3 separate regions of the Mus musculus genome follow, and regions 2 and 3 are each linked to region 1. Evidence: chromatin contacts called from public Hi-C and HiChIP or PLAC-seq data. All regions are on one chromosome and are shown on one strand. The core of a region is the stretch at or near the end of the contact, and the rest is flanking DNA. Distances in the headings are between cores, read along the strand shown.

What was found. HiChIP or PLAC-seq counts read pairs in DNA pulled down with a chosen protein or histone mark. Hi-C and Micro-C count contacts between places; a contact is called where the count stands out from the background.
Region 2: a contact with region 1 is called in a CTCF HiChIP or PLAC-seq map of the NIH/3T3 cell line, with 11 read pairs. The contact joins two enhancer-like sites. A contact is called at or near these places in 1 of 15 datasets of contacts at CTCF or cohesin (the NIH/3T3 cell line), 3 of 484 Hi-C or Micro-C datasets (muscle stem cells, nephron progenitors and uterus), 4 of 115 datasets of contacts at active chromatin or transcription factors (the NIH/3T3 cell line, heart atrium, microglia and 1 more) and 1 of 9 other capture datasets (adipose tissue).
Region 3: a Hi-C map of uterus shows a contact between it and region 1, with 3 times the contacts expected there. The contact joins two enhancer-like sites. A contact is called at or near these places in 2 of 15 datasets of contacts at CTCF or cohesin (the NIH/3T3 cell line and large pre-B cells), 23 of 484 Hi-C or Micro-C datasets (B cells, the BV-2 cell line, CD4 T cells and 17 more) and 5 of 115 datasets of contacts at active chromatin or transcription factors (bone marrow-derived dendritic cells, embryonic fibroblasts, intestinal crypt epithelium and 2 more).

Annotation. Positions count from the first base shown.
Region 1 is chr7:75,409,209-75,414,313 of GRCm38.p6, reverse strand. No RefSeq gene overlaps it. Among named protein-coding and RNA genes, the nearest start is that of Gm46017, 26 kb to the left of the region's middle. Within about 2 kb of position 2,078, at least 59 of the 459 cell types and tissues checked have an H3K27ac peak or open chromatin away from gene starts, as enhancers often do. A contact at or near this core is called in the NIH/3T3 cell line, adipose tissue, muscle stem cells and 1 more, where this site is marked.
Region 2 is chr7:75,639,879-75,644,983 of GRCm38.p6, reverse strand. The region is part of intron 8 of Akap13 (A kinase (PRKA) anchor protein 13); the gene reads right to left. Among named protein-coding and RNA genes, the nearest start is that of AU020206, 140 kb to the left of the region's middle. Within about 2 kb of position 2,398, at least 228 of the 459 cell types and tissues checked have an H3K27ac peak or open chromatin away from gene starts, as enhancers often do. A contact at or near this core is called in the NIH/3T3 cell line, adipose tissue, muscle stem cells and 1 more, where this site is marked.
Region 3 is chr7:75,550,862-75,555,966 of GRCm38.p6, reverse strand. The region is part of intron 2 of Akap13 (A kinase (PRKA) anchor protein 13); the gene reads right to left. Among named protein-coding and RNA genes, the nearest start is that of Akap13, 98 kb to the right of the region's middle. Within about 2 kb of position 2,921, at least 15 of the 459 cell types and tissues checked have an H3K27ac peak or open chromatin away from gene starts, as enhancers often do. A contact at or near this core is called in uterus, where this site is marked.

The sequences.
Region 1 (5,105 bases), core at 829-3,328:
AAGAGTTAAAACTCTAACCTACCCACAAGACAGACACTATGCCTATGATCATTGCTTTATGTGAGTTTGAACCCCCAGGCAGTTGTTAGCGATAAAATGACCAGACCCAGGATTCTCCAGAGCTGCATCTCAGCACACACCAAGAGCTGGTGCCACTGCACAGGGTAGCTTGGATCAGCTGCCTCCTCAACCACGATGGGGCGGGGCTTGAGCTTCTGGTCCACAGCTTCATTTCCCTAAATTTCTAAGTATGGGCTTCACAGCTGGATGACGTCAGAGCACGGGGGCTTAGAGCATGGTTCTGTTCCTCAGTGGTCATGTGCGATGTATCCAGTCAGCTAATAATGGTAATTCTCTCCAGTAATTGCTGGGAGGTAATTAATTTAAAAGGCTTAGCATAGTTGCTTGGTACGTAATCACTGACTAAATGGGACTTATTATTACCTTAAACTAGTTTGAAGGTGAGTGACAAGGAGACAAATTTTCTTCAGAGCACAGAGGGCAGACTGGACTGGGACTTAACAATGCACATGTGATTTTGGCATGATGAAATGGAGACAGTTCCTTGAATCTTCAGGTTACACGTGAATGTGGAATCACCAGTGAAACATGTCTGCCTATATGTGTATGGATGTAAACTTTTTTTTTTGAATGTTCAAAATACAATTACTTTTTCCAAGGCATTGCTTAGAAATGGACCATTTATTTATCTGTGGAATATGCATACAGATAGTTAATATCTAGAACTAAATTGTTGGTATACTTAAACTGTGTCAGTATGCAGTTTTCAATGTGATGGACCAAATGCCACTGGTGACAGGGACCACATTCTACACGGCTCTATGACCTTCTGAGCCTGTGACTGGGAGAATGTCCTGGCACCTCCCGCCTCAGTTCTCTCATTGTGAATTATTATTGTTGTGTGACTCAGAGAGTTGTGGGGATAAAATGTTAGAGGACAGTTAAGGAGAGCTTAGAGCAGTGGTTCTCAACCTTCTTAATGCTGTGACCCTTTAATATATCTTCTACTGTTGTGGTGACTCCCAGCCATAAAATTTTGTTGCTACTTCATAACTGCAATTTTGCTACTGTTATGAATTGTCTGAATCTGGAGGATATCGGATATGTGATCCCCAAAGGAGTCGAGATCCAAAGCTCGAGAACCAGTGCTTCAGATCATTGGTATGAACGTCTCAGCTTCCAGGCTGGAGCGGGGGCTCAGTGGGTAGAGTGTTTGTCTAGCAAGCACAAAGCCTTCCGTTCAATCCCCAACCTGCTTGGGGAAGACTAATGAGGAAGAGAACTGGTTGGGCAAACATCTTGAGTTTGATGCAACTCCCGTAAGTGTCCTGACAACCTGGGCCTCCCTTAGATGATGACTCTCATGCAGTCTATAGTAGGAGGTTTGAACTGCCTTGCAGCTGGCTAGGTTGTTTACTTAACAAATTTCCCTTTGACCGGGCTCCACCCTTTCTTTGGACTACAGCTGATCAATGGAAACATCTGGCTTCTCCAAGTTCACTGGCCTGGGAGGGTGGAGGATGAGGAGGTGGAGTTTTAGGCTGGGAGTGAAGACACCTGGACTCTGGTCCTGCTCAAGACTTCCCAGGGCTGTGCCTCTTCTCTGTGGGCCTCAGCTTCTGTGGATTCCTCCTGATACTGTATAAATATTGCATGCCAGGGTCCTCTAATTGCGTGAATATACAACTAGGGAAATAATACTGTTTTCCTGGACCAAGCAGTGCCACCGTGGAATAGCTGCGTTGCGCTATGAACTTGCTTTGGCTTTCGAAATGGAGAGTTCTGGGATGATTAATCAGGATGAGCAGATGGATCCCTAAAGCCAGACTCTGCTCTTGAGTGATTCAGATGTGATGCCACCAGAGCATCCCCTGATGCTCCGACTCTCACGGCCTCACACGGGTCTCTCGCTGGGAGGAACTGTTTTCACTCACGAGCCAGGGTGTTTCGGAGCTGATGTTTAAAGCCATGTCATTCTACAGTCTTCTGCATGTTCCCAGGCTTCCACAGGAGCAGCCCACGCCTCTCTCCACTTGTTACCGTGGATGAATGTGTCAGAGCACGTCCAGTCATGGGGAAAGCATGAGCCCTCCTACGTGCTCCCCCAATCCCTCCAGGGCTGTTTTCTCTGGAACCCAGCACAGACATTTGCCAAACTTTCATACTAGAAGTTTGGTTCAAATTCCAAAGAGCCCTGGTTTTTTTGTTTGGGGCTGTTTTGTTGTTTCAGTGCTGAGAATCAAACCTAGGGCTTTGTACCTGGAAGGCAAGCACAATATCACTTTGTTCCTAGGGAAAGTACCTGGTTTTGTAATAAGGGAAGCCCAGGCTATACACTGAGTGCTGAGAACAGGAATAGACCTGGGCCCTCTCTAGCATACGCAATTATCTTTGTTATTGCTTATTTTTTTGGAGGAGCATCTCAGGCAGTTAGGGGTAACCTTGAATTCCTGATCCTCTGCGTCTATCTCACACGCTGGGACCCAGGTTAGTCAACTATCTTTGTAATTTAAAAACATTTAGCCATTGATGGGTGCTTCAACGTACTGACCTCACAGCAAACACAGTCTGGTATGTACAAGAAAACCCAGCTGACACGTGAAGAAGGTGAACTTTAGGATAGCTAGGTTTTGTGCAGTCACATAACAAACGGAGTGAATCTGAGACCTAAATGCCAATCTTCTAACCCCAAGGTCAGCATTCGTCCCATTAATACAGCAGAACCAGGAAGTCAATTCAAATCCACGTTCCCACACAAGCAGGAAGATTTTTTTTTTCTGGTCTCTTACCTCATGATTCATTAACTCCATAGGTTTGCCAATATCATTTTTATGGAGGCTTAGTCACTTTTCAGACACTCGGTGGCTCAAGCAGAACAAAAGCAGGCAGCTAGGTGCCAGGGTTGCTACTAGGAAGCTTCTGTTTTGTAGTAGCCGCTCCAGTGATCGGACAATGCTTCATGGTTTTGTTTTAATATGAGCATAAAACAGAGAGCAGGATCCTTAAAAGAAACGCAATTGTAAAAGGAACTTTTCCATTAAGGCAAATGAAATCAATACACCCCTTTGCCAACTATTACTAAGCATCTCTTATGTGTCAAGTTCTGTTCTAGAAACTCATGCTTTTCATGTTAGAAGGGATTTATGAACAGGTCTGTGGAGGAAATAAACAGACCCATGTGTTATTGTAACACACTGCACTAAGGCAATGGTTCTCAACCTTCCTGATGCTGCGGCCCTTTAGTGTAGTTTCTCTCGTGCTGACCCCAATGAGAAAGTTATTTTGCGACTTCATAACTGTAAAGTTGATACTATTGTGAATTGTAACATAAATATCTGATATGTAGGGCATCTGATATTTGACCCCCAAAAGGGGTTTCAACCCACAGGTTGAGAAGTCTGTGCTGAGGGCTACAGGAGAGACTCTGTGTGAAGTGTTTTAGTGCATAGAATCAAAGAAGAGTTAAGGGGTAGGTAACATTTGACTTACATTGTAAAGCATTGATTCAACTTGACAAATAAGGAAAGGGGCCCGTGTAAGCATTTCAGAAAATCAGCATCATCACCCATACCATCATATAGTGACTTTGTCTTTTGAGACAGGGTGTCTCTAAGTAGCTCTGGTTTACCTGGAACTATGTAGAGCAGGCTGGTGACAAACTCACAGCAATCCATCCACGTGCTCTGTTTCTTGGGTGCTGGGATTAAAGGGATGTGCTATTACACCCAGCCTACATAATGACTTCTTCCTGGCCAGCTGTTGCATTGAGCACTCTCAGTGGATTTATTTGTTTGATCCTCAGAATAAAGCATAAGATGATATTATACTGGTTCTTTTTTTTTTTTCCAGATGAGGAAAATGACCAGAGAGATGGAATGGTACAGCTGAGATTTAAATCTGGTCCATCTGACCTTAGAACCTTGTGGTTGCCAATGGTGACATGTGCCATGGAAGAAGCAACTAGTGGAAAAACTACAAGGTATGTGGATGTTTGGATGAAGAAATAGGACCATTTCAAGGTGACTGAAAAATGGTACACATATGTCTCCCTTTGTTTTTCCTTGAACTACTTTTCTGTACCTTTCCCCATATTGTCTCTTGGTTGTATTCATTTGGTATTAAGCACTTAGCTTGAGGGTCTGGTAGTATAGACCAGCTGGTAGACTGAATGCCTAGCATCCTAGATGCACAAAGCACTAGATTTAATCCCCAGAACCACGTCAACAAGGCAGGGTAATCCCAGAACTCTGGAGTGGAGAGGTAGGGGGGATGCCTTTGGATAGAAGTTTTACAAGGTGGGGGAGATTAATATAATACTGGACCTTGGTAGACAAGCTACCTTTGATATAAAACATACAAACAACAACAACAACAATGTCTTAGTCAGGGTTTCTATTCCTGCACAAACATCATGACCAAGAAGCAAGTTGGGGAGGAAAGGGTTTATTCAGCTTACACTTCCACGTTGCTGTTCATCATCAAAAGAAGTCAGAACTGGAACTCAAGCAGGTCAGAAAGCAGGAGCTGATGCAGAGGCCATGGCGGGATGTTACTTACTGGCTTGCTTCCACTGGCTTGCTCAACTTGCTTTCTTATAGAACCCAAGACTACCAGCCCAGGGATGGCACCACCCACAAAGGGCCCTCTACTCTTGATCACTAATTGGGAAAATGACTTACAGCTGGATCTCATGGAGGCATTTCCTCAAGGGAGGCTCCTCTCTCTGTGATAACTCCAGCTTGTGTCAAGTTGACACACAAAACCAGCCAGTACAAACAACAACAACAACAACAACAACAACAACAACCATTTCAGACAGTGGTACATCTCTTTAATCATAGCACTGGGGAGGTGGAAGCTGGATCAAAAATTCAAAGACATCTTACGTTACACACTGTGTGAGGGCCCTCACACAAAGGGAGGAAGGGAGGTAGCAAGTGAGGGAGGCAAGGAGAGAGAGAGAGAGAGAGAGAGAGAGAGATAGAGAGAGAGAGAGAGAGAGAGAGAGAGAGAGAGAGAGAGAGAAGAGAGAGGGAAGCAGGGAAGGAAGAATTCTCTAGAGTGTTTATATTTTCAGCAGCAAG
Region 2 (5,105 bases), core at 1,149-3,648, 230 kb before region 1:
AGAGAAATTAAAACCAACATCATCTTTGGAACAAGTTCAAAACACCAAATTACAAAGTAGGCCTGGCAAGTTAAACCACCTGACAGTGATTACTGAGGGGCAGTGACACCACCACACCACAAATCACACCTCCTCCGAGGGCCACACCCAATGTGGATTTCACTGGCTTCTGTGTCTAGGTTTCTGAGCTCATTTGCCAGCTTCTTGTAGGGAGAGACTAAGTATTGTAACCCATACCCGAAAGGCCAAGGGAAGAAGGTAATGTTAGGCTAGCCTAGGATGCTTTACCAAGTTAAGGAGGTGCTTATCTCAAAGGGGCAGGGGATGGTGGCACAAGGGTGAGGTGGCTCAGTTGGTAAAGGTGTTTGCTGCTAAGCCTGAGTTTGATCCCCAGGACCCACAAGGCTGAAGGACAGAACAAACTCCCCAAGCTATCCTCTGACTATACAACAGGTGAGCCATGCCACATATACAACAGCAAAACATTGTAATGTCATAAAAGAAAGTGGGTTATCTCAAGTACTAAACAGAGTTGATACACCAACAATAGACTTCCACTATTTAACCCAGACATTAGATTAGTACTTTATCCAAAATTATTCCTTTTTCACTTAACCTGCTTCACTCTCCAAAATTTAGATGTTCAGGTTCTTTGGCTTCTATGAAGTACTTGGCTGACTTCCAATTTCCCTGCCTTTGCCAGAAAACAGCTAAACTTCCAAAAAGTACTTCATGAGTTGTCCAACATTCCCAGACTCTGGCCTTACCGAATGTAGAAGTCCTTACTAATTTTAGATTCAAGGATGTCTTCTGTGAACAATTAGCCAGTTCAGAGTCTCCGCCCCCTTCCGCTTAGACACCCAACCTTACTAACGATGTGAAATCAAACAAATGTAAATGCAGCTCATCACTGGTCAGAAGCTAAGGCAGGAAAAGAGTCAACTAGAGACAGTACCAACAGAATCCTGACTTCTTGTTTCCCTGGAAAACTAAGACTGAGAGACAGGAGAAGAGCAGATGGATAGGAAAGACCAAAGACCTACACAGACAAAGGGACAAAGAGACGGACAGAAAAGGAAGCTCACAGAGAAAGAGAGGTGGAATTGAGGTGTGGGGATGGGGCAAGCAACAGAAAAACAGAGGCATCTAGCAAAAGGGCAGCTCTGAGAATGAATTCCTCCTTTGTGATTATTTAGATTCTACTTAGAACAAGTAAAATTTTATTTTAGTAATAAGTGCTTTGTTGCAGATTCATTTTCTCTCTCTCTCTCTCTCTCACACACACACACACACACACACACACACACACACACACACACACAGACACAGTCTCTGTTCAGACATGCCTTTAAAGAACTTTAAATCCCCCACCCCCCCACCCCCTTGATCTTCTGTCACTGTTAGCTCAGGCTTTCTCACACTTCATCCTAGTTTAGGAAGGATCAAGACCGGGCAGTAAGGGTACAGAGAGAAGTCTTCCTGAGATGTTGAAACTGTATGAGGTGTGGCCCCTTCTTACCTTCAGCAACACCACATCGACAGTCCTGTCCACCTTGGAGATGTCACACAGGCTATAGCGCCTTTTGTGCCGCTCATACATTTTGTACAGATGCAGAAAAGAAGAGACAAAATGTAGACGGATATCTGCTGAATCCAGGGACCAATGTGCTCACACAGGTCCGAAATTCCAAATTCTCACAGTGGGCGGGAGGAGACTTCTGCTTCCAGATTCCTCTATATAGAAAACTCTCGGGTTAAGGAAAAAAAAAAAAAAAAAAAAAAAGCAGACTCCAAATCTGTGAACTAAGTGGGAACTTTCTGGCAACTTCAGAGCACGGAGACGAGTTTATAATTCATAATAAAAGCAGTCTGCAGTAAGATCGCTGCTGTGCAGATCTTGACTGAAAGAGAAGCACAGATCTTTTCCATCACTGCCGAGAACTCCAGTAGAAAAATTAAGGACGAACTGGCTAAGCATAATGGTTGGCACATGTATGCAGAAAACCCAGAGCCAGTAAGCACTTAGCCACGAAGACAAAGGTTTTTTTTTTTTTTTTTAAAAGGAAGGTGGCTATTTCAAAGTGATGGCACGAGAGAATTCCTTAAAACAACAAAGGCAAGAAACCTATATGGAGGCGGGGGGGGGGGGGGGGAGAAAAAAAATCTGGAGGTATTTTCTAGAGTATCCACTTTTTTAGCCAGTCTCCAGCTCTTCAGCAGCAGGGCTGGATTTTGACTTAAGTTGAAAATATCTAAGGACAGCCAGCCGGCCGAGTACAAGGAAAATAGACCACTCCCCCAGATGTCCTCCCTCCCTCCCTCCCTAGCTGGCTGCCGCTAGCTAGCCAGTCCCTCCCTCCGCAGCCTCCACACCCTTTACCCTGCTCTCTCAAGATCGTCATTACTTGCCCTTTCAGACCTGCACCAGCAGCCTTGGAGGTTTGGAAACCTAATTGCAGTGGTGGGAACATGAATCATCTACAGACTAAGAGAAAAAACAAGGCTTCCTTTTCCAACAGGCTTCCTCCTGCTCCTCCTCCTCCTTACAAGTCCCCAGTGAAAAAGGCTCTGTCAGACACCGCAAGGAACGACCTCAGTCCCTTTGATGCCAGTAGTATGCTAATAAAGAAAGGCGGTGTTATACTAAACACTACTAGTCTGTACTACAGCCTTGGCATTCAGGAAAGACACAGAGACCCTGAATCCAGCCAAGGCGTATACAGCATCTCCCTGCAGAATGCAAAGGAATGATTTAATATCAGAAAAATGTTAGCCAAATATTTCAGAGTTATGTCTCTAGGATGTAGAATTAGCTACAAAAATGTCTGGCAAGGGTTAGAAGTCATCACAAGTTAAGGTTTTGTCTCATCTGGGGTCTGAGAAAGTTCTAAAGAAAGTTAAAGAGATGGCATAGGATGAATGTACGCATGTCTCTTAGGACTCTTGGGACTAAGAAGAGTCACGTGGCTGAGACCGCCTTGCCTGTCACACCTCTCAATCATGGGACTATGTGACTTCATTTGCCTGTTTTCTTGCTTCTCCAGACCTCTCCAGTTGCCAGTCTCCTATGCCTCAGGAGCAGACACAGTCGTTCATTTTTAGACACTGGGGACTGTAATAAACATTGGAGGGGTAAAGAGGAAGAGGAATCAAGGAAGCAAAAAGCAGAAAAGAGAGGTGAAAGAATAGAAAAGGGGGTTAAAACAAAACCCTAAAATAAACCCACAGTGGGCTAGGTACGGACATGCCTTTAATCCCAGCACTATGGAGACAGAGCAGGCAGACCTCTGTGAGTTCGAGGATAGCCTGATCCATGACATGAGTTCCATGACAGACAGGGTTATATAAAGAGACTCTGTGCCAAAAGCAACACCAAACAAGGGAAACAGCATTCTAATGCTTTCCGGGAGAAGCAGTCCTACGTTCTCTCTAAGGGGACAGAGTGCAGCCCCTTACACGGATTTGGAGAATGTGAGTGTACAACCTTAAACACCACAACAGAAAGGAAGTGAAGGGACTAAATACTACAGTTTCTCTCAATAATGCAAGCAAAGTTGGTGAAAGGTGTTTTCTTTTTGAAGCTGTGAAAGGGTAACGAAGGTCTAATGAGTCACCATTTCCTCAGGCCAGGTGTTTAAGGAGGCTAGTCTGCTTAGGAGAAAGCAACGGAGCAAACCCAGGTAAGGTGGCCAGTTCTTCACTTACCCATCTGTCTACCCAAACACCACTGTCTCAGCTCCCTCTAACACAAGCCTCATCCTGATCCCACCACAGGTCCATTAAAAGCATGAAGGTGGACAATGTCCTCTTTCTGGTGCTCTAGAGAGCAAGCCTCGCTCACACCGGCACCGTAGACAGTAAGCACATGATGCTTTTCAGTACAGAGGATGCTAGACACAGTAGACACAAGACAATTGAAGAGATGAAGTTGTAAATAAAATTCTTGCTTAAGCTAACCAAAAAAGCACGGGACTCTGTGCAGGAGCATACAAGAACTTTGATATCATGTGGTTTAAGGGCATAGGTCCAAAGGTCCAGGAGGGGCAGGCTTAAGTGTACAAAAAATCTGGCTGCCTATTATATTTTATGGATCAACTTTCACCAAGCTATAATTTAGAATCCCCTCTTCCCAATGAACACAAAGCTGTCTCCCCTCTGTTCTCAAATGGTTTGCTCCTCACTGCCTCTCCCTTCTGTTCTAATTAGAATCAAATGTTTCCTGCTTGCAAGTTCCCAAGCATCTCTCTAGAGAACCAGAGATGCTCTGGTCACTGTAAAGTCTTTCTGTACCAACTCGATCAAACTAAAGATGATCCATATCCATTCAATAGACATTCTATGCCCTGCAGAAGAGGCAAACAAAGAAATAAAACCCATGGACTTTGTCCTTGGAAACTTTACATAATCAGAGAAATGTTTCAAAACCATTATAATTTTCTGAATGACACCAGAGGACTGTTTGAAATAAATATATTAGCCTTTTTTGTCTGTTTTTTTTTTGTTGTTCTAGAAATCTAGATTTTTCTCTTTTCTACACATACAAGCATATTAAGGACAATTTAAAACTGTCCTTGCTAATCTGTTTCTTCTCAGAGAACAAATGCTCTGGGTGGGGCAAAAATGCTGTGGGTGGGGCAGAAAGTCTGTTTGCTTTCCCCTTTGGATGTGCCCAGCACTCCCCCATGGAAGACAGAATCTGTAGTCTGTGCTCTTACTGCTGATGCTACAGTTCCAAGTTTTTATCAAAAACATCTGGAACCACTGAACAGCTATTCTGTTAGGATTTTGAAACACAGCAACCAATCATTTCCCATCTAAACTCTAGCTGAAAGCTACAGATTTGAAGGAGATTTTAAGTGCATTTCTTTGTTCCTTCAAGTTTAGGAACTTGCAAGAAAACACACAGATTTTTCATAAGCATGTGAAATAGGGGTTATTTACAGTATCAGCTCTCTCTCTCTGTGATCGATAGCCCACTCTCTATCTATGACAAGGAGCACCAACCCCTTCAATAGAAGTAACAAGCACTCAGATTATCATGTCATAGGCCTGAGATGTACCAAGTATTCCAGCACAAGAGTCTACTACGAATTTTCACACACTTT
Region 3 (5,105 bases), core at 1,672-4,171, 140 kb before region 1:
CTGTACACAGCTCACTTTAGTTTGTTTTTGCTAAATAAACACAGCTAAACTGGATGGAGAGTGTTGGATTTAGATCTCTGGGGCACCCCAAGCTACCCTGAGCAGTCTGCTATCCCGGCAGACCTCCATTCTCCTGGCAACCTCTCTGCCCACCTTTACCAGGACTGTGGATCCTGAACCATACAGGTTAGCTTACCTTCCCCAAGCCATCTTCCCTGCTTGGTGAGTCCACTGGGTACCCCCAGCTGCCCTGAGCAGTCTGTTATCCCCAGGAGGACCTCCATTCTCCCACCACCTCTCCATCCACCTTTATCAGATCTATCTTTCTTTTTTTAAAGCAGTGTCTCCTCTCTTAGAACCGTTTCATAACTACGTGGAACGGCTACAATAATTAGGTCAACATGTAAAGAGACAGTCTATTCTCCCTTCTTAAACAGGATCAGATATTTGCTTAAAGTGCAGAAAACAAAGGTTTTTGTTGTTGTTGTTGTTTATTAATTTTCGTTTAGGAAAGCTCACAGCTGGTAGGTAACATCCGTCTTCCTTGACTCTCCACTCCTCTCCTCTTCCCCTCCGTGAGAGCAAGCTACTTAAGCTGTGCTCTTCCTACTCTGCAGCTGATAGAAGGGGGCAGACCGGCTCGAGTATTGAACTCAGCCAGATCTCAGTTATCTACTTGGTTATGAATTATCTTTCCTTCTCCAAAGTCATCAATGAAGCAGTTCAGAGAACCTCTAAGTTAATCCTCCACGTTCTAGAAGGCACAGAAGACTCTCCAAAAATCTGATCAGGCACCCAATGAAGTCAGAATAGATATTTATTGCTAACTTTGTAGGGACTGACAGAGACCTGGTTTGGTTCTAATTCTGTCCCTTACTAGCTGCATGATCCACCAAATGACACAGGTGCTGTGACACTGTCTCCCCCTCTCTAATACAGAGTAGTCATTTCATGAAGCTATTAGGATTACAAAAGAAAATTAAGTAGGGAACACAGCATACTATATAAGTACTACCAGGCATGAAATAATCAGAGGTGTATATGATTACAACTACAATATACTTTTCTGCCAATCGCTTCTGTATGTGTATATGCACTAGTGTGCATGAACATTTGCACACACACAAATATATCACATCTGAAAAAAAAAAGGCAGTATTCTCAACTATACTATCCAGAAAAACTATGGTTTTCAACCTCAGTGTAGTATGTCTTCAAACATCTGTCTCTCTCTCCTAGTCAAGAAATAAAAACAGTTAATTTTGAGTAAGATACAAACAATGTTTAATCATGCCCATAGATGTGGCAAGAATAAGGAATGTCACCGAGATCTAGAAAACAGATTTAGTAAGGGAAAGATAAAATTGCAGACCTAGCTTCTTAGGGTTTGCTCCCTGGATTTCCTTAATACAAGGATGAACTAGACAACGTCAGCTAAACCTCAAAATAGAATTTTGGTACACCAGAGATGCCTCCCAATTTTATGCTCATTAAGAGTAGGTTATGTTCATTCCTGATCTTTAAACTAATGCAAGATAACAAAAATGGTAGGAAATGAACCCACATCCAGACTGGTGGGTCTCATGAACCAAAAAAGGAATGTACCATTGCCCAAGCAGTAAGATAAAACTCACATTTCCTTCTGTGGACAAAACAAAGAGAGACAGCTGAGAATTCCACCCCAGCTGCCAGATGCTCTGTATATCACATGGGGTCAGCAGTTAATCCAAACAGAGTTTTGTGAAGGGCTCCAAGGATATACAAGAGCCAACAGCTCTTTCTTGGTTTAAAAAGGAGTAAACAGAGCCAGGGAGATAGGTTAGTGAGTAAGGGTGTTTTCACCCAAGCCTGCAGACCTGGCTGGATCCCACTGGCCCACACATTAAGAAAGAGAATTAACTCCTGCAAGTTGGCCTCTTGACATCTATGGGCATACTGTGGCACTTGTGTGCTTCCATACACATAAAATAAATAAATAATGGATGAATGGATGAAAACATAAATAATTAATTTTTAAGAAAGTGAACAAGGAAGCTGGAGATGGCTAGAGGACCTGAGTTCAGCACCTATGCTGGCCATGGGTGGTTCACAGCTGCCACAGCTCCAGGTCTAAAGGATCTGATGCCCTCTTGTGGCTTTTTCAGGCTTCTGCACTCAGTTGACACAGTCACACACACACATAAATAAAGGTTTTAATTAAAAACAAATTGATGGTCTCACTTTCAAATGACAAAGCATGTCTCAAAGAAGCAATGGAAAACTTCCATCCTCAAGCAAACACACTGGTAACTTTAAATATAAATCCTACCCCAATTTCTTCCTCCATAAAATGAGAAAACAATTCCTAATTCACTGCTTTGTCAGAGCAGTAGAACAAGGTTACTAAGAAAGCACACACAGAGTTCCAAGTAAATAACAGATCCAGGACAGCAGCTTGGCGAGAACTCGAATGTATGCTCAGCCTCACTCTGTAGTTCCTTCTCACTAAAGGACCCACCCCAGGGGTCAAAACAACGGAACACTCTGTCACTTGCTCCAGATCACGAAGTTCTCCTGTGTAGTTTCATCTCTTAACTGATCTTCCCTTTGAGGACATAAATCTTCTTGGGATAATCAAACATTACTAACCATTCACATATGGGGGCAAAGCTCTTTTCCGAGGATCACTCGGAATTCCACTAGAGAACATTAAACAAAAACTCCCGTGCCCATTTTGTGCAAGGCTCTGAGATAAAGCACAAATAAGAATGGAAGCAATAAAAAAAAATTTTAAGTGCTGCCCTCAACCTTACAAAGTATCCAACAGAGTAAATGGGGAAAATGCATACACAAAAATGCATCTGAAGTGTTTACAGTGTTCTCTGCAGCATAGCTGAGACAAGAGAGGCGTGATAGATTCCACAAAAGGGTGAAGCATAAGGCAGAACACCAGAGACAAATGGCAGGAAATTAATCCTGAAGGCTAAATGGTTTGGTGGTAGGAGTGTGTGTATTTGGGGGCAGGAGGAGGTGATGGTGTTTCAAGGCAAGCAACAAACAGTACATTTGGAACTGACTTTTTACCTGGCATTCCACCAACTCAACATAGCACCACTCATAGTAGGGATCTTTAAACTTAAAATGCTAATGTCAAAATACTGCTTGCATTTATGCTGCATAATTTATATAGGCAGTCTACAGACAAATAAAAAAAAACCTATGGAATCAGGTCTATTTGCATCATGGTCCATATTGCTTCCATATCTACATCCACACAGGAACCTGTGCAAAATTCAAAATGACATTTAAAAAAATTACTGCAAAACAAAACGTGAACTGCTAGCTCCAGTAACAAAGCAGTCCTCTGAAAGTCACCATTACCAGTGATGTGAGGTAACTACACCAGAGACAAATTGCAGGAAATTAATCAATAGTATGCACCTTAACAGTGACTTCAAAATCTATTAACAGTCTACTCAGAAAGCTGGCCTTAAAGAGAAGTTAGGCACTTGTCCTTTTGAAATAACAATCTACATAACCATTTTTTGTTTATATGTGATGGGTTGCTTTATCAGCCATGTTGGAAGACATTAACCAACCCAAACTGCTCTGATTTAATTCATCAGGGGCTTTTTTTGTTTGTTTGCTTTGGTTTTTTTTTTGTTTGTTTGTTTGTTTGTTTGTTTGTTCGAGACAGGGTTTCTCTGTATAGCCCTGGCTTTCCTGGAACTCACTTTGTAGATCAGGCTGGCCTCAAACTCAGAAATCCACCTGCCTCTGCCTCCCAAGTGCTGGGATTAAAGGCGTGAGCCACCACCGCCCGGCTTCATCAGGGGCTTTTAAAACTAACCTTCTTGTCCAGTTGGTTCATGACTAGATTTTAGTAGGCACCAGGATTACAGGATTCTGGTTTGCTGGCCCCAAGCCCAACATTTACACGTCTGAAGTGGGGTGTTCTCGAAGCTATCCTTTCTGAGGGTCCCCATCAGTTCTGCAGCATCTCCTCCTGCTGTCTGTCTAGAACAAGCTACTGCTTGTAGTACTTTACCAGTCAGTCATGTATTTGAGCCTCTGTCTCCCAATCAAAGAATTCAGTCCAAAGCTCCCATTCATGTAACAAGTACTTCATAATACCCACTTAAGTGAATTAAGCATACAGAACATTATGTTTTAATTTCCAGTGCCCAGCAAGACTCCTCTTCAAATGCTAAATGGAAAATTTAACTCCCCTCATTGTTATCTGAAAGCTTAGGAAACACAAAGCTATTATAAAATGTATCCTTTAAATAGTCACCAAAAAGCATCTTTGTTAGTTCTAACAAAGCCAAGAAAATAAAATGTAAAGCTCAAACCACTGGAAACCGGTTAGAAAGTCCAACAGATGGAACAGAAATAGTATTTGCCTTTATAAAACCATACCATGGAGCAACAGTTGATTTCCTTATACCTTCTGAAACTATTCACAAAGTACTGTTATTTAAATATAATTCTCAGATCTGGCTGGCCAGTGCCCCAGACAGTGAAACACTGAAGCAAGGCCTACCAGAAATATACTGTTACAACAGATAATCCACTTAAGAGGTCAGAATGCTAACAAGGCTCAGGGTACAAAATGTAGCCTAACTGTAAAGTGAGTCAAGATTCTTTTAGTTCCGGTATGGAAACATGTTTCCCAGGAACAGGAGTGGGAGTGGGAAGGGGAATCACTAACAAATTGGTCCTCTTTCCTACTGAGAACATTTAAGTACAGGTAACCTAGTTCTATGGTTCTTCCCAAATTTGTCTTACGCAAACTGCATTTAGGAATTTTTTTTAAGTGGTTCCTCTTTTTTTTTTTTTAAACAAGTTCCTCTCTCTGAACATAGTATCTGCATAGGCGCTACCAAATGAGGATTCTAATGGCATTTAGATGGAAATCTATTCTAACTATCACGGACAAGCACATCAATCCAATGGACAAAGTGCACATTGTTAGGAGGCTGAAAACAAATCCAAAGTGGGAAAAGATCCAATGTGGAAGCCCTAAGTCATTCCACCTCAACACCCAGATACAGATCAAATGGACCAGGTCTTCTGAGCCTATCTAAGACCTGAACACAAGTCCACTGGGGAGGCTGGCTGGCGGA